Linked DNA regions of Mus musculus: regions 1, 3, 4, 5, 6 and 7 are each linked to region 2. A link is a contact called in public promoter capture Hi-C data. All regions are on one chromosome and are shown on one strand. Each heading gives the region's core, a stretch centred on a gene start, on an enhancer-like site or on the middle of the called end of the contact. The rest is flanking DNA. Distances are from core to core; before and after follow the strand shown.

Region 1 (3,803 bases), core at 681-3,180, 1.6 Mb after region 2:
CACCTTCACAAACACACATGCAGGCAAAACACCAATGCACATTAAATTTATAAAATTTTGAAAAAGAAAGAATTCTTTCTGTGAAATGCTTTATTTTATTGTACTCATATGGGTTTTGGCCTACAGGAAAGTCTATGCCCCACATATATGCAGTATATGTGAGTTCACTGATCCATCTTCAGCACTAAATGCAAAAACACCCACTTCCACAAGGCCCTGAGTTCATCATGGAGCAAGACACACTGATAACCAATCTGAACTCTGAATGTCAAGGCTTTACCGACCAGCAGTGGACACTGTCAGTACCAAAGCAGACAGCGCAAACTTCCAGCTGCTCAGACAAGCCTGACTCGGTGTGTTTGCTTACAGTTTTTCCAGATTGCTTCACTATGTAACCCAAACCTGTGATCCTCCTGCCTCAGCATTACAAATGCTGGAATTACAGGCATTTGTTACTACAGCTGGCAAATTGTGCATTTTTTTAAAGATTTACTTTTTTTTTATTTAATTTTATTTTTTTTTAGGTATTTTCCTCAAGATTTACTTTTTTAATGTATATAAGTGTTTTGCCTGCACATGATATGCATGTCTACCATATGTATACACCCAGTGCCCGAGAGGTCAGAGGAGGGCATTGGAGCCCATCCCCTGGAACTGGACTTATGGACAGCTGTAAGCCACCTCATAGGTGCTGGGAACTGAACCTGGGTCCTCTGGAAAAGCAGTAAGTGCTCTTAACCACTAAACCATCTCTCCAGCCCATTTTAATCAAAGGTGCTTAGTAGCTCACACAGAGGAACCCACAGTAGTTTGAAGAAAAGAAGAATAGTAGAGGGGAAAGCATGGATTGGAACCCTGGACCAGATAGATCATCTTACCAAAAGCCTCAAATTTTCCCACTACAAGAAGGGACTGAGGGCTGGTGAAATGGCTCAGTGGGTAAGAGCACCCGACTGCTCTTCCGAAGGTCCGAAGTTCAAATCCCAGCAACCACATGGTGGCTCACAACCATCTGTAACATGACCTGACGCCCTCTTCTGGAGTGTCTGGAGACAGCTACAGTGTACTTACTTACATATAATAAATAAATAAATCTTTAAAAAAAAAGAAGGGACTGAGACAGTATTACCTAATACAGATACCCACAACATAGGATTGTTGTAAGAGTCAAGAAGACAGCTTTTAGGCTGCTATACGGCTCAGTTGGTAGAGTGCTTGTTCAGCATGCATCAGTCCCTGGCACAGCATAAAACCTGGTATGATGGTACCTGCCTGTTATCTCAGTACTGAAAGTAGAGGCAAAGGAATGAGAAGTCCATGGTGAGTTTGAAGGCACCCTAGGCTACATGAGACCCTGTCTCAAATAAACAAGAGAAAAGCTTTCAACTTTTATGATCACCACACAAAAATGTAACTGTTTTAACGTTCCAGTGGTATAGATATTAGCTCTAATTTGATGGCTCAATTACATTTTTCACTTTTTTTTTTCTTTTCGAGATGGGGTTTTTCTGTGTAGCCTTGACTGTCCTGGACCAGGCCTCAAACTCATAGATCTGCCTTGCCTCTACTAGGATTAAAGGCATGTGCCACCACTGCCTGGCTGCTTATAAGCTAAGTTTTGGCTTATTATTATTATTATTATTATTATTACTACTACTACTACTATGAGAGTCTCACTGTATAGACTGGCTTCAAATTCTCTTTGTAGATCAGGCTTGCTTCAAGCTCACATATACCTGCCTGTGCTTCTGGAGGGCTGGGATTTGCCTGGGTTGCTTAATTAGAAGGGCACTCTTTTTCTCTATCCTATACGTAGCGTCACGACCATAGATAGACAACTACGCATGCGTCCAATCCTTGCGCGCCTCCATGTTACTATGGCAGCCGGATGCGCAGCTGGCCGGAAGTCAGTACAGTATTTCCGCCTAACAACACTTCCGGGTTGGAAGACGAGCGCTACATTGTCGCTGGGTAGGTTGGATGAGCTTTCCTTGAGTTTCTGCGCCCCAAGTGTGGCGGGCGGCTGCGCTGGTGCCACGTTCCGAGTGAGGCTGCGGCCTGAGGCGGTTGTGCCTGTTCCTCGCCGCCGGGGGCAGTGGGGGCCTGGGAGCCAGGCCGCGGCCCGCGGGTTCCTTCTAGTCTGTTCCTCCGGTCGCCGGCCCGGGACAGAGCAGGGTCAGTCAGAAGCTAGGGTGGTGAGCGGAGGTTGCGCGGGGCCGGAAGTGGGGTTAGTGGGTTAGGCGCTTTTCCGCTCCGTAGTTGAAGCTGAGCGCTTCTCGAGAAACTGCCGGGCTGTTTGGGAAGTTTGTGCGGAAGGGACGGTGGGACCCAGTTTGGAGTCCGTGACTGTACCCTGATAAAGTGGCTTTCGCACCGAGGCTAGTCATCGGGCTTAACGGCATCGCGAGGCCGTTAGGAAATCGGAACACTTCCCAAGACAGAGGATGTCAAGAAATGAACTGCAAGGGCCAGACCTTGTTATGAGGACCTGAAGGCCCTGGAGGTCTGAAAGGATGTTGATTTTACACGAAGAATAACAGACAAAAGAGTTGAGGTTGAGGAGATGGCTTAGCAAGTAAAATACTTGCACAAACATAGGACCGGAGTTTAAACTTTTAGCTTCTCCACTTACACCCTTTTTCCTGCGCATTTAGTGAGGATAAATAATTAAGCTCTAATGCATAAATCCCTCTCGTTCCTCAAGATTGGGTAAGGGTGTGAAGAGATGGTTCAGCGGCTAAGAGCACTTGTTGCTTGTGTAGAAGACTTGGGCCTGGTTCCCAGCAGCCAGTTCTATATAGTAGGTTACACCCATTTATGACTTAAGTTCTAGGGACCTCCACGAGCACCCAGCAGACAGGAGGTGCATTCATACACACAAAATATAATCCTTTTTTTTTTTCTTAATTACAAACAAGGTTCAGGAAAAGTGGTTGTAATTAATTGTTACCGAAGTGACCTCAGCCCTTGGCAAAAATTTCTCTGGGGCCCAAAAAGAGCTCAACAGCTTTAAAAGACAAACAAAAGCCCCCAATAAAAGAGTAACTAAATGTGTTATCACAATAAGGATGTGGAGGAAAATAGGGACCCGACTCCTAATGATGACTCCTAGGAGGGTCAGGAACCAGGGGAGCTCTGGCAGTGGTGCTCAGGGAAGAGACTGATGGATGGCTAGCATATCCATTTCCGTTTTACAGTTTGGTCCTACGCCATTTCAAGTGTTCAATAACTTCATCTGGCTAGTAGCTACCCTAGGGGACACTCGGGTCTAGAGAAACAGAACTTGTTCTGGAGAGTGTTCTGGTTCCAGCCGTGATTTTAATACAGCCCAACTGCCCACTTGTGGGTTTTCCTTCTGTTCTCAGCACAGGGACAGCCAAAAGGAAAGCATTAATTCATGCCAAAAAAAATGAAAACTACTAAGCAGAACCAGATTAGGTTCTGGGGCTACAGTGATTATGTAAGACTGTCTTAGATCCTTAGCCCTAGTTCACTCCTGCTGTGTCATACCTTGCAAAGTCTTTGAAAGGGTCCCCTGCGTCCCTAGGTACCACTTTCCAGATGGGGGATATTTCTGAGGGAGGAAGGTCTAAAACAGAGCTCTGGTACCCCATGGAAGGTGAAGGAACTGCCTTGTAGGTTCAAGTGTTCTTTCATGGCCTCCTCCCTCCAAAACACAGTTTTTACAGCTGCTGTGCACTGCCCAGTATGTTAGGTACCTTCTATAGGAAAGGTGCTTAGCATCTAGGTTGGCTGAAGCCTCTGGTGAGTGAGTGAGTGAGTGAGTGAGAGAGAGTGAGAGA
Region 2 (3,537 bases), core at 136-2,635:
CACTGATGTCAATATTCTTAACTGGCATCGGACTAAAGTGTGAAAATAGAACTTATGCAGAAAAATGATGGACACGGGGTCACAGTGTTTGGTCGGGTGTAATAGGAGTGTATGCTGAATTTTCCTGGGGCTTTAGGACAATTCAAATGAGCAGTATGTGGAATGGCGGAATTTCGCAGCTACTTTTGAAATGATGCATCCCACACCACATTAAATAAATTGAAAACAAATGTGCCCATCATCTGAGTGGGATGTCAATAATAACAGCAATAGGTCTGAGAAGGAAACTGCACAAAGAAAATAAGGACTGAAGACAAAGCTTAGCCTTAGAGCACTTGCCTAACATGCCCAAGGCCGTGGCGTCAAACTCCAGACCACAAAAGCTCCAACCCAAACATAAAATTAATCCCAGCACTGTGGGAAGCAGAGGCAGGTGGATTTCTGAGTTCGAGGCCAGCCTGGTCTACAAAGTGAGTTCCAGGGCAGCCAGGGCTATACAGAGAAACTCTGTCTCGAAAAAACAAAAAAAGAAAGAAAGAAAGAGAGAGACGGAGGGAGGGAGGGAGGGAGGGAGGGAGGGAGGGAGGGAGAGAGAGAGAGAGAGAGAGAGAGAGAGAGAGAGAGAGAGAGAGAGAGAAAGAAAGAAAGAAAGAAAGAAAGAAAGAAAGAAAGAAAGAAAGAAAGAAAGAAAGAAAGAAAGAAAGAAAACCTCAGAAACCATGTTAGGATCGAGAACTGGGAAGGTGCCTAATGCTAACTCCTAATCCCTCTTCAGCATCTCCTCCAGGTTTCCTAGCCGCTCCTCACCCTCCATGCTCCTCCTTACAATGCCCCCAAGCTCTTCTCCCCAGCTCTTAGCCCCATCTCCCTCCCAGTCCTGACTCCAGAGTGTCTTCCCCAGGCTCCTTTTCTATCCTGGCTTCTCCCTTTGTGTTTACCACCCCCTCCACTCTGCAATGCCCACTCTGCTTCCCCCAAACGCCTCTTCTTCCTCTGCCTCTTCAGGCTCCTCCTCTCAATCCTCATCCTCTCCTCCCTAGCTCTGTCTTCTCCTAGCATTCCTTTCATGCTCCCCCCTCCAGAGCCTCCCCATCTCCTAGATTCTTCCCCCACTACACACTCCCAAATTTCTCGGGATCCTCCTCTCTCTCCACTCTCTCCTTATCCTGGATCTCGCTCTGCCTCTTTCTCCGGCTCCTCCTCTCTTCAAGCTCCTCCCCTCTCCCTTTTCTCTGGATCTCCTCCTCCCCCTATTCTCTCCGCCCCCTAACCTAAGTTCTCTCCAAGCTCCCCCTCCCACTCCAGTCCTTCCCCTTTCCTTCCCCACCGCCCTCTGGACGCTCCTCCTCTCCCTCTAGGTCTTTGGCCCCGCCCACAGAATGATCGATGTGTCCGTCTGCAGGCTGGTCCTCGGTGCTCGGCTCGCCACGCCTGCGACGCTGCCATGGAGACGTAGCCGCGGCCTCCTGGCTCTGCCCGGGACCTGGATCCCTTGCGTCAGCAGGCCCACGCGTGTCCGCGAGCGCCGGTGGCAAAGTCTGCTTCGCTGGAGCATCCGGGCAAGCGGTGACTTTGCTGGCCGCTGGGGCGTAGGGCTCGCATCCTTCCTCCTTCCAGTAGCTCTCTACTCCATAGCTGAGGACCGCTTCTCTCACCAGCGGAGAGGAGACCCTGGGACCGCCAACCGTCTGTGGGTTATTAAGGGACCTGCGATTGTCCATCCGCCTCATCCTTCCGCTCAGCTCAGCTCAGCAAGCTGCATCCGTGAGTAACCTCGCTTGAACACTCTGGCCCATAGAGGCTGCTCCTGGTGGTGAGGCCCATGCTGGGCCTGTCCCCGACTCCCCTCCCCTTCCGACAGTTTCTTCCCTTTGTAGTGTCACCCTTGGTAAGAGTGGAAGACTGGCTAGAAGAAAGGACCTGAACCAACGCTTAGTCCACATCCCCATTGTGTTTTGAGCGGGGTGGACAGGCCAGCCCCTGCTGCAGACACCCTGGATACATCTCTTTGAGCTCAGCAGTATTGCAGCGGCAGTGGACACCTGATAAGCTTCCCAGGAGTGGTGTGGAGTCACTGTCAACACTAGAGCACTTTGTCTGGAATGGCTCTCACGTGGCTCCTGAATGGTCAGAGATGTGTCTTGGATTCTCCTGCCCTCCTGAGGATCTTGCCTATGGAAGGTCTAAGTTACCTACTTTCACTATTAAGTTGAACAAGGACTCCCAAACCCAACAGCCATCAAGGTTGTTGGCCAACTAGTTACAAAGCACAGCAGCCGGCTGTTCCTGGCCTAGGAGGAAAGCCAGGTGTGCAGGACGCTGGGCCTGTGGGATGAGTGGGCGAGTCCCGCTGGCAGAAAAGGCCCTGTCAGAATCCTATGCCCGCCTCCGGTACAGGGATACGTCCTTGCTCATTTGGCAACAAGAGCAGCAGAAGTTGGAGTCTGTACCACCTAGTACATACCTGAGCAGAAGCCGCAGCATGTGGTACTCCCAGTATGGAAATGAGGCCATCTTAGTTCGAGACAAAAACCAGCTTGGGGTCTCTAGGGACACTGGCCAGTCTAAGTTTTGCTCAATCATGTAATTCCAGGGAGAAGACCCTTGATGGCCATGAAGATCAAGCCGTGGTATAAAAACGCAACACCCAAGAATGTCATCCAACACTTTATTAGGGGCACAACAGGTACCTAGATGCTCCTCTCACTGCCCAAGCCCAGGAAATGCTTCCAAACAAAAGGGAAGCAAGAGAGACACACACCCCGACCCTCACCTGCTGTGAGCTGCTGCCTGATATAGAATGGATCAGGTCCAGGGTAAGGAGGTGACTCTTCTTGCAGGGTCCCAGATCTGTCAGCTCACTGCAGTGGCATGTGAAAGGGGGGCAGTGCTGGTAGTGACATTACTGCGTTGTGATAGCATCCACACTAGCCACCAGATGTGGCCTCTTATATAGGTGTGTCCTTAAGCAAAATGTGCCCCGAAGTGATTCCAAGCCTAATCGAGTGTGGGGAAAGTGGATTCTGATGGTGACGAATCGGATCCTCTCTTCTACCAGGCTGCGAAGGCACTCATTTAGAGGCTAGCACTTCCCCCCCCCCCCATGGCTATGCAAATGTGGGGATGCATTTTGTCAAAACTGAGCTTTCTAAATAAACATCTTAAAAACTCTTCCCTTTCTCATTTTTCTTGTGTAAAACCTTACTCAGCTTTCTAAAATAACAGTAATGGTGACAGTGGTTGCCGAGAGCCACTGTCCAAGGGTTTGCACGTCTCCTCACTCTGCACTGTGTTGTCAAACTGCTCCAGAGGCACCAACCCTCCCCGTGCACCTTGCTCTGCCCACTCATCAGGCAGATGACACCTGGCTTGTAATGTATGCAAAAGGCATGTCTCATCCATGGCTGTATTCACTGTACTCTGTATCTCTTTGCAGATGTGCACATTTGTGTTACAACTATCAGGATACGGTGCATCCCTCAAACACTTCATCCAGCCTGACTAGCTGGAGCCTCCTGAGGGGCCTAGGTCCTTAGG
Region 3 (3,866 bases), core at 1,317-3,816, 1.2 Mb before region 2:
AGGGACGTGGCAGTCACTGCACTTGAGACACTTGCTGTGCCAATGTCGGTCCAGAGCCTTAAGGATGAAACGGTCCAAGATGTGCTGGTCACAGCCTGCACACATCGGGATCTCTGTGGATACAAGAATAAGCCAGGTCATGGGACCACAAACAATGAGCGATGGCCTTTTCATCAGCTTGGTCAGCCTGCAGGCCTTAGGGGTGTGCAAGGATCGGCTTTTCTGCCACTGTCTCCTGTAGGCATTTGGGGCCACCGGGCTCCCCAGTGAGAGTAGTGCTCAGGTACTGTATCCTGCAGCATCCCTCAGTCGCACTGCAGCCAAGGGAAAGTGAAATAGGTATAGAAAGGTGTCCACAGCAGGAAAGTGACTGGGCTGTCCTGTAAGCTCTACAAAGTGCCAGTGCCAGACAGGTCATGTCCATCTCAAACGAAAACCCCACTCTTGGGGTGATCTGGAAAGCCGGGGGAAAAAAGAAGAAAGAAAGAAAGAAAGAAAGAAAGACATGTCCTTATCAGCAAGGGCAAAAGACCACACATGGAACTTCATCGCCTTTGCAGAGTTCCAGCAAAGTGAGGCTGTCCAGCGCTGGCCCCTGCCTGAGGTATGAATAGGTGGATGCTGTCCTCACTTGAATGGCAGCAGGTATTTATGAGTTCATTGGCTATGGTTTTTTGAACACACACATATGCTTTCATATGTATGTATGTATGTATGTATGTATGTATGTATGTATGTATGTATATGTGAGAGATCTGCTGTTAAGGTGTGAACTGCAGTGCACGGTAGATGACTTCAACTCTCTACACCACCAATTCTTCTAGCATCTGAGTTCTCATCCCCCAAAGACTGCAGGCCTCAGGGAAACTGGGTGGGAAAAATCTAAAGGTGTAATCTCGTCTTAGGGGCTGGTGGGATAAGACTGGTTCATGGGATAAGGAGATCCCCGCCATTTAGGAAAGGTTACTAGAAAAAGGAGATGCATGTGCAGCACCCAGGGCCCACTCACTTCATACCCACACAAGTGTCTTTACATCTCTAGCTGCAAACAACTAGCTTCAGGCTGGCCTCCACTGGTGGGAGGAATTAGAAAAGGACTGCCCCACCTCCCTCCAGCACTGGGCACAAGCCTGCGATGGATGCTGTCCCACCCTGAGCAAAACCACATCTCCAAGTGTGGACGTGGAGATCGACTGTAGCTGTACCAGAGCACCACCAGAGCCGTCGTAAGGCCACAAGGATACCCAGAAGAGAGTGAGGTGGCTAGACAGGCCAAACACTGCAAATTCAGCACCCAGGCACGGACAGCGCCTCGGCCAAGAAGCCCACAGCAGGGACACGGGGACACCCGCTTCCTACAAAAGCCGTCGCCACCGTCAAGCCTCCCAGTGAAGCCACCCTCGATCTCCTCTTGCTTACGTGGCATGGTGAACTCCAGTCTCAGTACAGTTTCCTACACAGAGTTGGAGGGCCCAGTGGAGCCTCGGGAGCCAACAGTGCTCTAGCAAGCCTCACAGAACTCTCTCTGGAGCCTAGCTTACCAAGCTTTCCTCCCTCCCTTTCTCATCCCCCCTCCCATCTCTTCCTCCCAGCTCCTGCGGGTAACCCATCCCATAAACCATTGGAAAATAAATAAATAAATAAATAAATAAATAAATAAGCAAGTAGGCCATATCCGATACCCCCAGTCTGCATAGAATCCTTTTCCCACTTGCTTCGACAGACCTTCTGCCAGCCTAACTTCCTCTTTTCCTATCCTGTTATACTCTCAGCTTGAAAACGGAGAGCGCTTTTATTCCCCAGAACCAAAGCCCTGCAAAAAGACTGGTACGATCAAGAAACTGGGGGCCCGGACAAGTTCCACTTTTCCCTGTAATCGCGTCTTGACCACCAGCCTAGTGGTAAACTGCCGGTGCAGACACTAAGACTCGACTCAGGGGAGATGAGTTCAGCATGACCCAGACCTGATCTCGCTGAAAATGGGGGGAAAGGAACTGAGTGAAGGCAGTTCCTAAGGAGAAACTCCTGCTCCCTGATTCCTGAGTCCTGAAACATCTTCACATGCTCCCTCCAGCTCAGGGGCCTCAGCCAGCTCAGAGCTGCAAAAGGTCTCCTAAACCGTTCCTGGATCACCAAGGGCTCCCAAAGCCAGGACAACACAGCACCAGGAGGGCCACACACTTTGGAGGTTTGAGATGCCTTTGCTTAGCCATGTCAGAGCCCCTCAGACACACCCTTGTCCAGATACCTTGGCTTCTGCTGGCCTCCGCACAAGGGCCAGAAAAAGCCGAGGACATCTGGGCCTGTTCAGTGCAGCCTCTCCGTCGGGCACCCACCTCGGCGCAGGTCAGCCCTTCGCGCCAACAACGCCAGCAGCAGGTCTCCGCCCGCGGATTCCCGGGACGGGTCCAGCTCCCCGCGAGCTTCCATGGGGCCAGGTGCCTGGTGCTGCCGCCCTCCGACCCTGAACTTCCCCTGGGTCTGGCGAGGCCACCGTTGCAGGGACTCCGAGCTGGCGTCGGAGCGACTCGTGTCGCTGCTGGGCGCTGTGCCCACGGGAGGCCTCTGGGCGCCAAGCCTCGGGCCCGCGGAGGGCGGAGCGGTGGGGGGCGGGGCCGCGGGGCGGGGCTGGGCCGGGGGTCGCAGAGACGCTCCCGGGGCCACTGGAGGCCACTGGAGACTGTGCACCTTTCAGCCGGAACCGAGGTGCCTAGAAGCCGTCTGGCTTGCACTTCCCGAGGACGGAGACAGCGCAGTAACCACTCAAGGCTTCCTACAGATGCTCGCCCCTGCCCCAAGCAAGTTCGCTAAGCCTCCCGGAAGGCTGAGGTCCCGAGGGAAGCGGCAGGGAGGGAACTGCGTTCTCTTTGCTCACGTTTAGACTCTGAACCGGAGCTGGACAGCATTGAGACCACACCTGGTCAGCAGAAGGGCAACCTGATAGCCATCGCGAGGGAACGTGGTGGCAAAGAAGCCACAGTAGAGCTACGAGGAGCTCGATTTGAAGGTCCCCCAACTCTGACACTCTGGACCCCACCACTAGAAGTGCCTCCTGGAGCCAGTACAGCGAGAAGGAACGATTCTTAGGACCTCAGATCCGGTGTCCTCTGCGGGAACACACCAAGACTCTAGGCCAGAAAAGGGTTGAGCTGCGGAAGCCCTGAGATCTACCCTTACTTCCCCACCCCAATTCCTTAGAACAATCCCTGCACCTGGATTTCCACATCTCATCCCCATTCGAACAGGTGAGCCCACCAGAACCCATCATCCTATCCTTGCATGAGCCCTCACTGAGGGCTCCTACTACCCAGCCAGGAGACAGCGCCAGACCTATGCAGTTCCTGGTAGGAACTAGAATCCAGCAGGGTATAGTGCCCTGGTAACAATTAGGGACACCCTAGAAGTGTTTGCAGAATCAGCAGGTTGCTGCCACCCTCCTGGTTCCTCTTCTTGTCCTGTTCTGCCTCCATCCCTAGGACTGTGACCGATCAGACCCCAGAATGGGAAGGATGAATGAAAGAACGCAAGATTCTCCACTTGGTCCCAGCACAGCTGCTGCCTCGGAAAGAGCCCTGTGCCTGCAGCCGTCCCTTCATGTTGCTCTGTACTTGTTATTCCGAGGTCAGGGAACACTAGCTTGGAGTGAAATGGGTGCTGGGTGAGCTGAGATGTGAGCCATTGAGTGTCAGCTGCTGCAGAGGGCAGTGGGGCGGGGGCCATGTATGGCTAGACTAGGGAAGGGGCGGCTCCACACTGTTGGGCATCTGGCTTGCCGCCAACAATGCCTCCATTATTTCCCAACGTCCGTGGCAGTGAAATGGCCCTTGGGGAATCAGAGTTCAAGCGGGAGACTTGGCCTGGGGATT
Region 4 (4,034 bases), core at 207-2,706, 1.7 Mb after region 2:
CATTGCCGGCCCCAGAGAAGGGCATCTGTTCTCATCACTTAGGACCGAAGTTTCAGACAGATGTGAACTGCAATGTGGCGCTAGAAAATTAACTCTGGGTCCTCTGGAAGATCAGTAAGTGTTCCTAACTGCTGAGCTCTCGCTCCAGCGTCAGACTTGTGTTTCTTACACTCAAGAGTAACTTAGCATTTATGTCCTTTCACGAATAAAGCATGGTATATTGCTGAAGTCTGAAATCTGGGTTACGAATTCTGCCAGGATCTGTATCATCAGGGACAAGGAACTGCGGGTAGTTTCTATCATTTCCCCTCATTTCTGAAAATTTCAGTTAGCTATCAAGAGTCTTGTTTAAAAAAAAACTATCATAAATGTGTTACTTTAAAAACCATGCATACATATAGTGCTTCTAGTTTGAAACCACTTTCTGCAACTTTGATTTTGATAGAAACCTTTGACGAAATGAAAAAAAAGGGGGGGGGGAGAAAATAACGGTCAGCTTCAACTGCCGCTTCCTGATTGGCTAAAGCCCCTCTAACGGTCATCTGCTGCCTTATAAACCACACCCCCTTTTCTGGAACGTTCCTTAGAGCTTTACCCTCGTGCTTCAGGCGCTGGCTTCTCATTCTGCGTTAAGGTTCTCCAGGGTAGGAAGGTCTCTGACCCACCTGCCACCTCTAAGAGCCTTGTTCTTTTCTGTGGCGTTGGCAATGGAACCCAGTGTTACAGTGTGACAGGTGAGTGCTCCTGAGTTACTTTCTTGCACACTTTCCTTTAAAAAAAAAAAAAAAAGGAAAAAAAAAAAAAGAAAAAGAAAGAATGTTAACTTTTAATTTTTGGTTAATTTAGGCCTCCAAATCGCTGACCTCCAGGTCTGGAGTTGAAACCTCATCACACCCTTTCCTTTTTAAAAAAAAGAATTATTTTAATTTTAAAATTTTGGTGAATGTAATGTAGGCCTCGAAATCGCTTTCTGTACGAGGCTGGCCTTTGGGCCTGGATGCGCTGGCTTTAAGCCTTCTGAGTACAGGGACCACAGGCTGCCGGGCTTGTAAAGTGATTTGTTTTTTTCCTAAATTCCGTTTTTGAGGAGGAGAGGTTTTGGGCCACCCAACTGTCCTTTGGGAAATCTGACATGACTGTGTTCCATTATCGGAGCCTGTTCTGGGTCGGAAACGGGCAGAGCCCTCGACTTGGGGCGCCCTTGCAGAATCACGCACACATTTTATTGTTTAGGTTTCGGACGGAAACGTGACAGACGTCGCGGACGTTGGGGAGCGGAAGAGCCCAAAGGGAACCAGCAGGTAAGCATCTCCCCGAAGAGGGTCGGGGAAGGGGCGGGGTGAGAAAGGGGGCGGGACGAGGAAAGGGGCGGGGACAGGCTCCTCGGCTAATTTACCGCTCCTTTGGACGGGAGTCCTTGATTGGTCGGACTTACCCCCCTCGTTCCGGAAGTGACGCCACTCAGCGGTCAGGCCGGTTGTTCCCCGCTGCTGCACTTTCCACCTCCCGTCCGCCCCCATGGTCCGCCCCCTTGGTGTACCACAACAAGCCGGCTCTGGCGGGGGCGGGCTGAGGGCGGGGTCCGCTCTCGCGGCAGCGGCGGGTTGGGCGTTGGGCGTCGCCTTGCCCTTCCGTCTGCTGTTCTAGCGGGGGGCATGGAGGTGGGTTAGCGCGCTGCAGCCGGGCCTAGCCGGGGTGAGACGCGCCGCGGACAAGCCGCGAGCGGGCGAACGAGCAGGAGAGGAGAGCGCGTGCGCGGTGAGGGGCGCGCGGCTTACTGCCGTTGGGAACTTGCGCGCGGCCTGCGGGAGCGGGCGCCTGCTGTGACCCTTCTGGAGAGCTGCGTTTGGTGAGAGCGGCGGCTTGCCGCTGCTACCAAGGGCGGGCAGCGCTTGGTGTTTCCTGCAAGCGAGGCCCGCCCCCGGATCTCTGCTGTTCTGGCATCAGCACCGCCGGCCCTGGGCAACGATGTACAGCGAGGACCCTTAGCTTCGGGGCGAGGGAGGCCTCCCGGGTAAGGATCCGACCCTCTGTCCTGGCGTCGCTTCCGCATGGGCACCCGGACGCCCTCCCCGCCGTACCAGGCGTTGCGGTGTGGACAGCCTCCCGTACGCCCACAGCGGATGTGATCAAGTGCCTATTTGGCCCCTGGAGGAGAACAGTCCCTAGGGAAGTTGGGGGGGGGGATCAGTGTTAAGCCGTTCCCCCCAGTAGTGTGTGGATCTAACCTGACCTAGGTAACTCATTAGATGACACAAGGCCCAGGTGAGATGCATAATGTAAGGGACATTTTATCAGTTTTTATTTTAATTTCAGAAATGTTCTTTTTGGGGGCCAAAGTGTGAATCTGTCTGAATGCAGAGCCACATCTCACAGATAAGCCCAGCAATCACAAAGAGCATCACTTCTCTGTAGGACCTTGGTCAAGGTAATTGTCTTATTAAACAATAACTTCTTTTTTAGTTATTTGATAAGTACTAGAGTTAAAAATGTGGCATAGATCCATACCTTGACATGCCCTCTTCTGGTGTGTCTGAAGATAGCTACACTGTACTCATATAAATAAAACAAATCTTTAATTTTTTTTTTAAAATAAGTCTAATGTGTGCAGTAACCTCTGGCAGCATTTTGTTAGGAATTTTTGGAGGTAGGTCAGGTGAGGCAGAGAGATTAGACTTAGTAATTCGGGCAAATGATGAAAGAATAGGAAGACTCAAGAAAGGAGGAGTGCTAGACTCAGATGCAGCAGAGGAGAGGGACAAGGTGATCCTGAGGTTACTGCTCTAGAGATGGAGTTGGTGTCAGCACTCTCAATGGAGCACTTAGTGAAATATTTATTTTTTTAATAATTTACTTTTTATGCATATTGGTGTTTTGCCTGCATGTGTCTGTGTGAGGGTGTCAGATCTCCTGGACTGGTCGTTACCGGGAATTGAACCTGGGACCTCTGGAAGAGCATCCTGTGCTTTTAACCCCTGAGGCATCTCTCCAGCCCATACCTTGTCCTCTAGGCTCCAGATGCCTATACTCCACTTTTTCTGCTGTTCTTCTGGTCATCTCATGGTACTGGCATCTCCAAAACACTGTTCCGCTGTAGCTAGGCTTCACCAATAGCCTCTCATAGGCTCTCTTCATGGTACCAAGCCTCAACTCCTTTGCATGACCCCTACTCTGCTACTGTGCTTCACCTCTGCCTTGCTTTCAGATTTGGGTTTAATCAGTTAAGATGGACCAACAGAGTATTTTGGCTGTGGAGGCAGTTTCTAGATGAAGTAGAAAGTCGTAAAGAGTAAGTCTTGAGTGTTAAATTTTCTGTAAGTGTCCCTTGTTCTTTTTAGCTACAGGTGCAGCATGAGCACATGCTGTTGGTGTACTCCAGGTGGGTCTTCCACCATTGATGTCCTAAAGCGCTATGCATCTAGCACTGGGTCAAGTGAATTTCAGACAGCTGATGAAGACCTCTGCTACTGCTTAGAGTGTGTGGCTGAGTACCACCGAGCCAGAGATGAGGTGCCGTTCTTGCACGAGGTAATTTGCAGTAGCTCTTAAACAGGAAGACAAAGTGGAGCTTACTGTCGGAAGGAAGCATTCAGGGAAATTTGATCCTAACTAAAGTGTTGAAATCTAGTCCCACTCCAGCACCTAGCACCCCAGTATATAACAGATGCTGTGACTACTTTGGGCTTGAATTGAAACTTAAAAGTGCAGTTTCATGATCTGTCAGTTGCAGTTATTTTGTTATAAATTTTTTTTTAGTTTTTCGAGACAGGGTTTCTCTGTGTAGCCCTGGCTGTCCTGGAACTCACTCTGTAGACCTGGCTGGCCTTGAACTCAGAAATCTGCCTGCCTCTGCCTCCTAAGTGCTGGGATTAAAGGTGTGCACCACCACTGCTCAGTGGGGGGTTGGAAGGGGTGGGAGGGGGAAGGGAGGAAGAGAGAACAAGAAGCAGAGATTGATGTTGGGTGTCTTCCTTGATTGAGCTCCACCTTAGTTTTTGAAACAGGGTCTCAATTGAATAATTCAGGTAGAATGG
Region 5 (3,663 bases), core at 444-2,943, 1.4 Mb before region 2:
TACACCGACTTTGAAGTTACTCCAAGCTCAGCCCCCGAGGAACTGACCTAGGAGATGACACAGCATAGTACTAGGCCAGCATGGATGCTAGGGAACAGTCTAGATGCCCAAGGAGGCCCCAGTCTTTAAGCTTCTGCTGAGCCTCTGGGTCTTGCTATTGAGAAAATCCACAGGCTCAACACAAGCTTAAAGGTTGGGGACTCCTTGGGCAGTCTAAAATACATTTTGTCCTGTATGTGAGCCTCATTGAGGTGAACCACAGACACTGAGACCCACGGTTACTCAACATCTAATGCACTGCAGAAGAGGGGCTTGAAACAGATCTCTTGGAGCCTGCCTGACATTACACACTGACTACACAAAGGCACACAGATGATAAACTACCCTTTGCAAGCAGCTGCTATAGTAACTTGAAGACTGCCTTTAGAGGAAACACAATGCTGAACTTTAACACAACCTACTGCTGTAGATCCCTAACTTTCCGAAGAGTCCCCTCTAAAAAGCTATCTGGCACTAATCTTGTCTGGCATGGTGCTTCCATAGGCTACCAGTGTCTAACAGACATCTGTTTCATCTTCAACTGGGAGCAGTTAGAGCCAGGAAGGCTTCAAGAACTAATTCCAAGACTTAACTAAAACTAAAAGGCTAACTATAGTACAACGTTCACTGAATGTAAGTAAACTTAACAAATGCCACTTGCTGGCAGGAGACAGTCATCCTGGACCTTCCCACTCAATCAACTGTTGCCCCAATAGAAAGTAGAAGCCAAGGAACTTGTCCCACAGTGACACTATTTTAAGTGACTACTGCTAAGTGTCAAGTCCCGGCCATGGGCTCCTAGCAGCTGGCTCCTCAGGCAAGGAGCCAGTCCTCTTATAATGGGATCTAGTTACTTCCAGCTTCTGGAGGAAACTAAAAGCTCATCCCAACAGCAGGCAAGCCCCAAGGCTAGAAAACCATGATCCCTTGCCTTTGCCTCTCCCAGTCTCTGTTCACTCTCGCCTTCACCTCCCTAGCACGTTGCAGAAATTAAATAAAGCTCGCTCAACAGCGGGGGCCAGATGCTCTTCTCTGAGCACTAGGTTTGTGATTGGAGGAGCGGAAGGCGCTGCCCAGGCCCGGAGGAGCGAAGGCTGGGAGCAGCGGGCTGCACGGCAGGGACTGGGGACCGGTCCAGGAAGAAGCGAAAATCTGGCGTCTAGGTAGAGATAGGAGTGTCGGGGCAACCAGAAGGCTGGGGACTGGGGCGGAGTCTGGGACATAAGTCTAGGTTTCTGGTTTTCAGAACGGAGGCAGAGGTGGAACTGGGTCGTAAGGAGCTCGGCCTTACATGTTTGAGGCAACTCTCCTTGAGCTTCTCCACCGATGTGTCCTCGGTCGCCTCCTCCAGCCACTCGGCGCCGTCGGCTGCGCAGATGTGCAGCCGAAGCACCTTGCCCGCGAAGATCTTCTCCTCCTGCACGAACATCGCGCCGCCGCCCGGGCCTGCACCCGCCGCCCGAACCAGTGAAGGTCACTGAGGCTGGCGGGAGGACCAGGGGCGGGGCCGGGCCGCCGTGCGCTCCTTCGCTGGCCGCCGCCGCCCCGCCCCGGCTCCTGTCAGCTCCGCCGCCCGTCACTGAAGGGGCAGGAGCTGTACCCTTGCTGCCACTGCCCGTGTCGCCGTAGCCGCCCGGAGCGCGCGGTCGCAGCCGCGCCGGAAGTGCGTAATGAGCGCCCGTGGGTATGCCGGGAAATGTGGTTTTTTTTTGGCAGGCATTCTGCTGTTGCCCACCCCACCCCCCGCACCCCCCGCCCGCACCGCGCCGGAAATAGGTAAAGTGCACCAAGGCACGCCGGGAGTTGTCGTTCCCAGGCAGGCTCACGGCCCCCTTACCAAAAATTAATGTGTGAGGTGGGTCAGATGCATACCGGGAGTTGTAGTTCTCCATATACCTCATTCCTTCAGCACCTCCCAGCCTTGTTACCTGATTTGCTGGTCTGTTGGAATTGAAAAGGGCTCCGGAGTCAAGTACACAAGATAATACGTCTGGGTCAGGGCACTAGAAATGTGTCACAGTTGTAAGTGCTTGTATGCCATGCACAAAGCCCTGGGTTTGCTCCTCGGCGCAGCATACGCCTGGCACAGGTTTATAATCCTGAACGTTTAGGCAGAACCAGAAGGTCAAACAGGTCATCCTTGACTACATAATGAGTTCAGAACCACTCTGGAATACAAGCCTGCATAAAACACATACAAATGCGCGTGCGTACACACACACACACACACACACACACACACACACACACACACACACACGCATGCGCGCACACACTCACACATACGGGATGGGGGGCCCTGGCTCGGTGGTTAGGATTACTTTCTACTCTTGCTGAGGATCCTGTGTTTCTCAGAACCCACAATGGTGCTTCAGAATTATCTTGAAGATCAGACACACTGTTGATACATATATGTAAGCACAATACTTACAAAATAAATCTTTTTAAGCTAAAAAAAAACAAATAAAAAATAAATAATATCATAATTATTAGTGATCCAGGAATGGTGGTGTGGAGGTAGGAGGAACAGTTCAAGTTCATAGTCATCTTTGACAAGATCCATGAGCTCTTGCCACAGATCTGTGTCTTGGCAGATGGTACAGAACTAAGCAATAAGGGTTGTGAGGAGTGGGTCTGAGGCCCCTCCAGCTGGTCTTCAAGTTCCCCAGGCCTCTCCCCAACAAACCCCTTGCTCTTTGTCCAAAGCCTAGGCTACTAAGCCCCAGTCTTCAGAGGCCTAATGTCCTCTTTCTCTTGGAAGCCTGTCATGGTGCCACCTAGGGCATAATAAGAATGTTTGCAAGTATTTCCACATAGCCCATTCAGCATCCTACCACTGGATATACTGAAAGAAGTACCCAGAGGGACACGGGACAAGTCCCTTCCATATGCTTGATCTGGCTCTCCAGGATTCCCAAGAGTGAAGTGAGCAGAAGGAATTGTGGAGACAGTGATCTTTGCAATGTGTGTATGAGGTCCCTTTGGAGCTGGAGACAACAGATCCTCTCCTCCAAAACCTCCAGGCTTCTATGTGAACACAGAGATACCCCTCAGAGCACTATGAGGAAGGATAGGCTGCCCAGCCTCCCAGGTCAGCCTTACTACAGAAGCCCGGCAGGCACAGCTCTGTGGGTGCTCATGCAGTATTCAAGGGAGAATGCATCTCCCTCTACTCACCAGCTGGGCTAAGGCAAGGAGCTTGCATGGAGACTCAGCTTCTGCCCATCTGGTGCCATTCTGTACCTTGTCCAGTTTCAGTCTCTGCTTCAGAGAACATGCTGTCCCCTCCCTGCCTGCCTATAGGAAGGCGCGTGCTCGTAGAGTACCTGCTGTTTATGCTGGGGATGCAACGGGGAGGGTTGAGTGAAGTTCCTTGGCTGGCAGATCCTGTTTTCCTGCGATGGGCCAGCCAGACAAGGCTCTGAAGACTCTTTTTTTCTTTTTAAAGATTTATTTATTTATTTATTTATTTATTTTATTTATTTATTATATGTAAGTACACTGTAGCTGTCTTCAGACACTCCAGAAGAGGGCGTCAGATCTCGTTACGGATGGTTTTGAGCCACCATGTGGTTGCTGGGATTTGAACTCAGGACCTTTGGAAGAGCAGTCAGTGCTCTTACC
Region 6 (4,024 bases), core at 636-3,135, 1.5 Mb before region 2:
GCACTTTTTTAAGTAAGGTAAAGCCCTGCACTGAATAGAAACAGTGACCAAGAATTATAACACTGAAAACTATAAAAGAATTTCTTCCTCACTGCTAGTTTTATACCACAGAAGTAAATTTAAAATAAAGCAGTTTATTTAATCCCAAGACTCACAAAACAGTTTGTTCTTATGACTAGTTGGAGGCCACTGTCACCGAGCACACCTGCTTAGCAAGTTTTCCAAAGTGGTCACCTAACCCTTTCCTGAAAGGGTTATCTCAGTAACCCAAGTCTTCAGGTAATGTTTTTGCCAGCACAAGGGTAATTTATGCTTCATTTATCATAGTTTTATGCCTAAAACAAGACACCTGCCCTGATACTAGAGCCTCCCAACCAACTCATTACCAGCACTATTTGGTCTGCAATGTTCCCAGAGCACCAAATCAGAGAATCCTAATCCTACTAAGCATATTAGGCTTCATAAACAAGGTTACCTTGCTCTTTACAACAGGAATTAACCAAAGGAGATGATGGTTTCTATACAATCTGTATTACACATAATGTATCTTTGGAGTATCCAATAACTTCTGTTCTGTTAAGTACCAAATTTCATAATATATAAACCAGATTGGCTGGAACTCTAGTTTGAGACTAAGTCTCAAACTATCCAGCCTTCTAGTCACCCTGATGCAGTAAGGAACAGCTAAGCAGTGGTTATTTAGGTAAGAGTCTTTCTTGGACTTAGAGGACCAGTCCAATTGCCAGAGAATAACACTGCACATGATAGGCACCCTCCACCCACCGAGACTCAGAGAGCATGGATGACACGCGAACACAGTCCCATGCCTGGACCGACCCTGGGCTACCTCAGCGCTCGCTCACCTGGGCCGCCGCCAGAACAGCAAGACTTGAACTGACACCACGCGAAGGCGCGCCTTGGCCCTGTCACCGGCCTCATTCTCAATCTTGGCTCTGTCTCCATTCCTTGTCCCTAGACCTTACAACCTCCTCCCGTGCGTCTCATCCCCCCAAGACCCGTCAGATCCCCTCTGGTCCCAACCTGCCCCGTCTGTCCAACGTCCGAAACTCTCTGCTCTCATCCCCCAGCATGTCAGTCCCTTTTCTGACCCCTCTGGTCTCATACCTGGTCGTTTCCGTCGGTCTCCCTCTGGTCCCATTCTGCGGCCGTCGCGTTCCCCTCTGGTCCCATCCCCCGTCGTAGTCCGACCCCAGTTCTGGTCCCATACCCCGGCTCCTATACCCGTCCGACACCTCCCGGTCGCATCCGAAACCAGTGCGTTCCCCGTCGGCTCCCCTCTAGTACCATCCTGGAACCGGATTCATTCCCCGTCCGTCTCCCTGTAATCCCATCCCCCGACCCCGGACCCCGCCGCGCCCGCCCACCTAGGCCATAGGCCTTCGCACAGATCCACTGCAGGTTGGCGGCGATCTTGGCCCGCGCCGCGTCGTAGCGGTCCAGCGGCACCAGGTCGGCGCCCTCCGGGGGCGCCTCCATCCTCCTCCAGCCTTCGGCGGCACAGCGACCGCCCGCGTCCACCATCTGCAGACAAAGGCCGCGGCAGCCCGGCCGCAACAAAGACGCCGCCGCCCTCCCGCGCCGCCCGCCCGGGCGCACGGCCCTTACTTCACGGCCGCCGCCGCCACCCAGGCTGCTGCATGCTGCGGGCGCCGAGCCGAGGCCGAGAAGGCGCCGAGCGGGCCGGGCAGGCGGCGGCGGGCAAGCGCCGGCCGAGGAAGGCGCGGGGCAGGCGCGGGGCAAGCGCGGTGCGAGCACGGGCCGGGGGCGGTGGCGGAGGCGCGTGCGCGGCCCAGGAGAAGCGGCAGCTGAGGCGGCGGCCAACGGGTGGGAGCTAACGCGCCGCCGCCGCGTCACGCAGGCGCACTTACCGCCCCCCGCAGCCCCACCTTTCTCCGCAAGCGCAGTAGGCACCGCCCGTAACACCGCCCGCTCGCCCCGCCCTCCTCCTGAAGGCTCCGTACCTGTCCCCTTCTTCAGATGCTCTGGGTACACCCTCAGCCCCGCCCCCAGCCCTGGTCCTGCAGAGTAGGCACGCCCCTCTAACCTAGCCCAGTCCGTGTCCTTAGTAGCTATGGACACACCCTCGGCCCCGCCTCTACTTCGTCCTCAAGGCTGCATACACGCTAGTCCATCCGGCCCCTCCCCGCCCACCCCCCGGCACAGTGGACACGCCCCTGTCCGGATCCCGCGCAGGCGCAGTATTCTCTTCTGAGGGCTAGCCTGTTTCCTAGCAACTTGAGAGACTAATCTCTGGCCTTGATTGAGCCTCAGTCCTGTGTGCAGAGACGTTCGCCTCTACCTCTGGCAAGGCCAGCTCTCTGAGAACTGAGCGCCCTTAGAGTCTGCACCGGTGCTGCATCTGTGGACTGAGATGCCAAGACGTCTCCGCCCGGACTGGCAGAAAGTGGGCGTCGCAGAGTGTGTGCGGCTCGAGAACTGCGCCTGAGATTAGCCCAGAGAAACAATCCCCGCAGCTCTCGGGAGTCCGGAGCAACCGCGAGCTCCGCCTCCTCCTCCTCCTCGGTGGGCACTATCAGATCTCTCAACCAGTTTTGGCATCTAAGGGAAATGGATGCCAGCCTAGGACCATCGTCGCGTGTGACCTGCATTTTAGTGCTTGAAAGGAGCAATAGTATATTTTTGAAAACTGGGTGCGGAAGGAGAAAGATGTCACTGAAGAGCGGACTGTGTGCGCACCAGCCCCTGGGAAGGCTCAGGAACCCTCCGGCCCGGGCGTGGGTGACCTTACTAACCATCATCTGCAAACTTCAAGGTGTTTAACTTCTGTCATTGCCAGAGCCGCCCTATGTATGAAGAAGGCAGTGTGTAGAGTGGATGTTGTACAGGTAGCTGTCCCTCAAGTCCAAGTGCATGTATGATGTAGTCAGAAAGAGCCGCGGATGAGCCTGGGCATGGTATCCCATGATTGTAATCCCTGCAGTGGGGAGACTGGAGGCAGGAGGATCTAGATGAAATTCAAGGCCGGCTTCAGCTACTGGAGATGAGACCCTGTCTCAAAAAACAAAACAAACAAAAAATGGATAGTGGCCTCATGTGGCAAGTATCTTGAACCCAGCACTTGGGAGGCAGAGGCAAGTGCATCTCAGTGACTTCAGAGCCACCCTGTTTCTAATCGAGTTCCAGGTCAGCCAAAACCACATAGTGAGACCCTGTTTAAAATAAAATGAAATAAAAATTGGTTAGGGCTGGGTACCCATGGAGAGACCGAAGAGAATGACATTTGGGCAGAAAGGAGTAAAAAGTGAGCCTAGTGTCTGTCCGAGGAGCAGTAGACTGGGCTGCTATGGTAGGCTGATCTAAACCCCGGTGTGTAAAACCAGCAAGGCTCAGACTTGGGGCCAAAGGTGGTGGGACAGCAGAACTTGGCCGGACTGGGATGGGGCCGGGGGGGGGGGGGTGGAATGCCAGGTAGGTAACAGGACAAACCTGAGAATATAGGAGAGAGAAGAAAGGGGGCCAGGGATGGTGGTCTGATGTTCTGGCTTTGTATTCTGCAGCTCTGAGGAATCCATTTGCTAGTTGAATGGTTTCAGACATGTTATCTGTGGGTAAAGAGCATTCTTACCTCCTTCCTGCCTTGTCTAGAGCCCCAGTGCCCTGTGGAATAGCAGGGGAAAGCAGACCCCTTGTCTTGTGATCTGGTGGAAGCATCCAGTTTGCACTGACTGTGATGCTGTTCGGTTTGATGGGTGTCTCTTATCAAGCTCAGAAAATCCATCCATTGTACATCTGTGTGGTGCTTTGTTTTGTATCTGGTGGTCATGTAGAGGCTTTTAGTCTGTCTGTCGTTTATAACATTGTCTGGTGTTCAGATACTGTTCCTCCCCTGTAGTCTGGAAGAAATTCCACTTGGCATGGAGCATAGTCCTTTTTATACATACATACATACTACCTAGCTTTGTTTACTGTGTCTTGAGTGTTCATGGCACGTTGTAGTCTGCAGTTTGCATGTGGTGTCTGTGTGGCTTTAGAAGCAGATTGC
Region 7 (4,065 bases), core at 576-3,075, 1.4 Mb after region 2:
CAAGATGCTATTTAAAAGAGAAAAGGCCTGGCAGTGGTGGCACACGCCTTTAATCCCAGCACTTGGGAGGCAGAGGCAGGTGGATTTCTGAGTTGGGAGGCAGAGGCAGGTGGATTTCTGAGTTCAAGGCCAGCCTGGTCTACAGAGTGAGTTCCAGGACAGCCAGGGAAACCCTTTCTCGAAAAAACAAAAACCAAATAAAATAAAAAAAAAATAAATAAACATATTATCCAAATCAACAGTGTGTTTGAAATTTGAATCAAGTGTGCTAAAAAGAGCTCAGGCTACTCAAATGGTACCCGTGATTAATCACCTGGATTTGGAATGGCTGTCTAGAAGAGTATGGAAAAACTTTACTTTCAAATAAGCATACTGTTATACGTGTGTATAGCTTTATAGCACACCATGATATTAAGACTACATTATTTGTTCATGACCTGCCAAAGGATAAATAACCTCCTTGAGGGCAGGGGCTGTCTCTACTCTGATTTATCCCAGACTCCATTGGGCACCTACTCACTTGACACACACCCACTTTGACAGATTACCTACTGCATATACATACAGAAGGTATAAATAAAATAAAAGTAAGTTTTTACATTTATAGACTATGAAAAGGAACATCGCTCACTAAAGTAAACCATGTTTGAAAATGGTTACATTAATACAACAAAAATTAGAAACTCTACAGTTCAGGAGCAAACTTGGGTTATATGAAGTTGAAGGCAGTAAATTTATAGAGTTACAGAGACCTTGGACTTGGAAGTCTAAGCACCTGATGCTCTCCGAGGTTTTATTTTTCATCACACTTCCAGATTTAAGAGCTGTCTACCCAAGGAGACACAAGGACCGTTCACAATGAAACCGTCAAACAGGTAACGAAATAGATCAGTTTTTCTTCTCAAAGCAAAAGTGGCGCGAGAGGAGGGCGCTTGCATTACAGAATGAAAACACAAAGCCAGCCCAGGGCCTGGGGAGTTGGCCCCAGACAATAGGAGCAACGGTAGACAGGTCAGGGGTTGGGTCAGCTGCGGGGTGGAGTCACAAGAGTTCCAGAAATCCCGGGGCTAACGGCTCTAACTGTTCCATCCACCAGTAATGAAGGAATGGATAGCGGATCCTGGCTGGGGGGGCGGGGGTGTCTAGGAACAGTGAAGACGCTTGCACGACTTTTTAAAAGCTGCGGCGAGGCTAGCCCCTTCATTAAGAGTTGGATGCACATGGAATCCTAGAGCCGGGTGCAGGCCAGCTTCCCTTGGGATCCGTGGCGCGTCCGCGGGAGAAGCGGTGGAGGCGACTTACCTTGAGGAGGCAGCTGTTGAGAGGTGCGGGTACCGAGGTGCGGTGGATCACCAGATCCTGGCCTGGGTTGTGCACATCGCAGATAAGCTCCAGCACGGCGACGCTGCGAGCCGTGGACACAGACACGCGGTGGTCCTCAGACCAGGAGAGCGGCTCTAACCCGCTCACCGCGTATTGCAGCTTCACGGCAGGCTCCCGCCGAGTCACCATGAGGCGAAACGAGGCGCTGGGCCCGGGGGCCGCGTCGGCAGCCGCCTCCTTCCCGCCCCCTTCGTCCTTCTCCTCTGCGGGCGGCGAGGGCTCGTCGGCCTTGGGCCCCACCAGGGCCTGGTCCGCCTCGCTCATCTTACTAGGAGCGAGGAGGTCGGGTTACCGGCACACTGAACGCTCGCCACCTTGCCCCGGCCTCTCCCAGCGCCCTCCGCGCCCGTTCACTCCCCGCAGGCCCCGAGCGCCACCGAGCCAGAAAGGACCCCGTCGTTGCTAGGCAACGCCACCCTGCTAGATGGCCGTGGAGCTGCCTGTCTGGAAAGTGCGCTCCGGTAGGGCTGACCCGAGGCGCGCCTGCAGACACGCGGAGAAGGTGGGCGCTTCAGAGAGTCCCTTTCCTAGACACTGGGTGCTAGGTCCGACTAAGAGCCCACGGGAGAGTGAGCCTCCGTGGGTGACTGAAAAGCTGAGAAGACCAGCGTGGTGGCTAAAGGAGACCCTGCTGGGTGGGCGGCGCTCGGCCTCTTCCGGTTTCGGAGGCGTGTGAGGCCTCTTGTCTCCCGCCGGTGCGTGCCGTCCCGGCTCCCGGACCCGGAAGGGGCGGCGGCGGACCGGCGATAGTTGCGAAGATCCTCCCTCTCCACGTGCTACCTGGGCTCCCTGCTGGTTCCGCGGCTCCGCACTTGGGCTTTGGCTACTGTCTGCAGCACTTTGCCTGACCGGCCTTCCAGGACGTGCTTCGGACGCACTCAGGTCCAGATGAAGCGGGTGAGTGCAACCCCAGCCCGGGAGGTGCCACAGTGATCAGGTCCGGTCGAGTTCTTTAAGATGTCCAGAGGGGCTGCCGGGCTGCTCTCGGAAACACGTGAACGAGCGGGGAACCCCGCCTTGGGAGCAAGAGACCGGCGGGCTCCTGAGATTGTCTGAGAACTTAGGTTAGAATTGCAGGCTGTAGTAACTAGTCAAGTTCTTGAGACTAGCTGGGGGGAGGGGGGGACGGGACGGGGGACTAGTCAGCATAAGGATTGGAGGCTGGGTGTATCCAAGCTGGAAAATAATGCCTGAGACATGAGGTCTTAACTGTCGGGAGCCAGGTCTTCTGCTGGCAGGAAGGGTCACTTCTGTTAGGAATGGAGACTGGACTCGGTTCTTTGAGCTTTTAAACGGGACGTTTTCATCCACGTATCCGTTCCCTCGAGAGGAGAAAAGTGACTCTTACAGCAAAAAGATGGTTTTAGGGTTGCTGGTTTATCTTCTTGAAAGTGGGAAGATGTGATAGGAGGCTTCATCCCCCTCACCCAAAAGATAATAATGAAATACAAATTGCCCAGCCAGTTTCAGGTCAACCAATGCTTTTAAACTCCTTTGACTAACACACCCACTGCCTAGTTGCACCTTGGTAGAAGGAAGGAGGGACCTTATTAAGCTTAGAAGGTGATGAGTAAGGACTCTTCAGCAAGCCATTGGTATAGTTGAAACTATGTGGGAGGAGAAATACAGACAACCCTCCGGATAGTGGAGGAGAGGGCATAGGATTTACTGTAGGGTAGACCTGGGCTGGTATAGATGTCAGCTTTGGAATACAGTAGTCTATGTGACTTGGGGGGAGTTAGTCTCTCCTATCCATAAATAGGAACACGAATTTGTTTTATAGAAGATTGTTATGAGACTCCAATGGGATACCTGCAATAACTGCATATTGTCTGGTCCTTAGAGGCAGTTGCTATGTGCCAGTAATAGAAATAAAATCAATTGTGTTTCCTTTGAGGAAGTAGACAGCTGCCTTAGGTCAGCAGCATTGAATCAGGCTTGTGGCATATGCCCAGCCCTGTAGCAGGAACATGCATCTTGCTTACCCAGTTATGCAAGGCTTTTGAGTTCCATCCTCAACTATACAAAAAGAAGAAGAAAAAGAAATTCAAAATTTAATTGAGTGAACAGATTTTATCGTTACTTCAACTGTTGTTTCAAAAGTGATTAAGAGATAATGCAGGCTGGGTGTGGTGGCACATGCCTTTAATCCCAGCACCGAGGAGGTAGAAGCCATTGAATCTCTGAGTTTGAGACCATAATGAGTTCCAGGACAACTAGAACCACATAGTGAGGACTTCTCTCAAAAGGAAAAAAAAAAAAAAAAAAAGGGGGAGGGGGAGGCAATAGAGGCCAGTGAGATGTCTCAGTGGGTGAAGGTGCTTGTGGCTGAGTCTGATGTTCAGAGTTTAATCCTAAGACTTATGTAAAGGGGGAAGGAGAGAGCTCATAGTTGTCAGGTGACCTCTGCATGCTGACCATGACATATGTGCTCACACCCAAACTAATAACGGTACTGCAGGTACCCACCGAGGCCTTGATAATCTGTGCTTTGGTTTATGTATCCAAGTGGGAGTGGAAGATGTGCTGAGCAGATATGCTTAATGAGGGAGCTCGGTGTGGATAACTAATAGACTATTTGGAAGACCCTTCACAGCTTAAATTGGGTTGCTCTGTCTTAATACTATGAAAAATATTTTCTTAAGGATGTTTTCTGGTTATTAAAGTAATAGAGTTTCATTT

The links. Promoter capture Hi-C pulls out the DNA fragments that hold promoters and counts their contacts.
Region 1: a contact with region 2 is called in a promoter capture Hi-C map of liver, with 4 times the contacts expected there. The contact joins the promoter of Ttf1 here to the promoter of Brd3os in region 2. A contact is called at or near these places in 4 of 39 promoter capture datasets (hippocampal neurons, liver and neutrophils).
Region 3: a contact with region 2 is called in a promoter capture Hi-C map of stem cell-derived epiblast-like cells, with 4 times the contacts expected there. The contact joins the promoter of Lhx3 here to the promoter of Brd3os in region 2. A contact is called at or near these places in 6 of 39 promoter capture datasets (embryonic stem cells, hippocampal neurons, liver and 2 more) and 1 of 9 other capture datasets (liver).
Region 4: a contact with region 2 is called in a promoter capture Hi-C map of liver, with 4 times the contacts expected there. The contact joins the promoter of Setx here to the promoter of Brd3os in region 2. A contact is called at or near these places in 1 of 39 promoter capture datasets (liver) and 1 of 115 datasets of contacts at active chromatin or transcription factors (large pre-B cells).
Region 5: a contact with region 2 is called in a promoter capture Hi-C map of liver, with 5 times the contacts expected there. The contact joins the promoter of Ubac1 here to the promoter of Brd3os in region 2. A contact is called at or near these places in 4 of 39 promoter capture datasets (hippocampal neurons, liver and pre-B cells).
Region 6: a contact with region 2 is called in a promoter capture Hi-C map of liver, with 5 times the contacts expected there. The contact joins the promoter of Camsap1 here to the promoter of Brd3os in region 2. A contact is called at or near these places in 4 of 39 promoter capture datasets (hippocampal neurons, liver and pre-B cells).
Region 7: a promoter capture Hi-C map of hematopoietic stem and progenitor cells shows a contact between it and region 2, with 3 times the contacts expected there. The contact joins the promoter of Ddx31 here to the promoter of Brd3os in region 2. A contact is called at or near these places in 8 of 39 promoter capture datasets (embryonic stem cells, fetal liver, hematopoietic stem and progenitor cells and 4 more).

What each region holds. Positions count from the first base shown.
Region 1 is chr2:29,058,333-29,062,135 of GRCm38.p6, forward strand. It overlaps Ttf1 (transcription termination factor, RNA polymerase I), which reads left to right and starts at 1,931. Exons shown (of 12, transcript NM_009442.2): 1 at 1,931-1,971.
Region 2 is chr2:27,441,051-27,444,587 of GRCm38.p6, forward strand. It overlaps Brd3os (bromodomain containing 3, opposite strand), which reads left to right and starts at 1,386. Exons shown (of 2, transcript NM_001360791.1): 1 at 1,386-1,764; 2 at 1,878-3,171. The coding sequence starts at 2,333. The coding sequence ends at 2,587.
Region 3 is chr2:26,204,009-26,207,874 of GRCm38.p6, forward strand. Lhx3 (LIM homeobox protein 3) reads right to left here and starts at 2,567. Exons shown (of 6, transcript NM_001039653.2): 1 at 2,337-2,567; 2 at 1-113. The coding sequence starts at 2,430.
Region 4 is chr2:29,123,536-29,127,569 of GRCm38.p6, forward strand. It overlaps Setx (senataxin), which reads left to right and starts at 1,457. Exons shown (of 26, transcript NM_198033.2): 1 at 1,457-2,014; 2 at 2,317-2,428; 3 at 3,339-3,528. The coding sequence starts at 3,352.
Region 5 is chr2:26,020,067-26,023,729 of GRCm38.p6, forward strand. It overlaps Ubac1 (ubiquitin associated domain containing 1), which reads right to left and starts at 1,694. Exons shown (of 10, transcript NM_133835.2): 1 at 1,331-1,694. The coding sequence starts at 1,468.
Region 6 is chr2:25,981,397-25,985,420 of GRCm38.p6, forward strand. It overlaps Camsap1 (calmodulin regulated spectrin-associated protein 1), which reads right to left and starts at 1,886. Exons shown (of 18, transcript NM_001372499.1): 1 at 1,386-1,886. The coding sequence starts at 1,542.
Region 7 is chr2:28,838,581-28,842,645 of GRCm38.p6, forward strand. It overlaps Ddx31 (DEAD/H box helicase 31), which reads left to right and starts at 1,826. Exons shown (of 20, transcript NM_001033294.3): 1 at 1,826-2,280. The coding sequence starts at 2,272. It overlaps Gtf3c4 (general transcription factor IIIC, polypeptide 4), which reads right to left and starts at 1,780. Exons shown (of 5, transcript NM_172977.3): 1 at 1,303-1,780. The coding sequence starts at 1,647.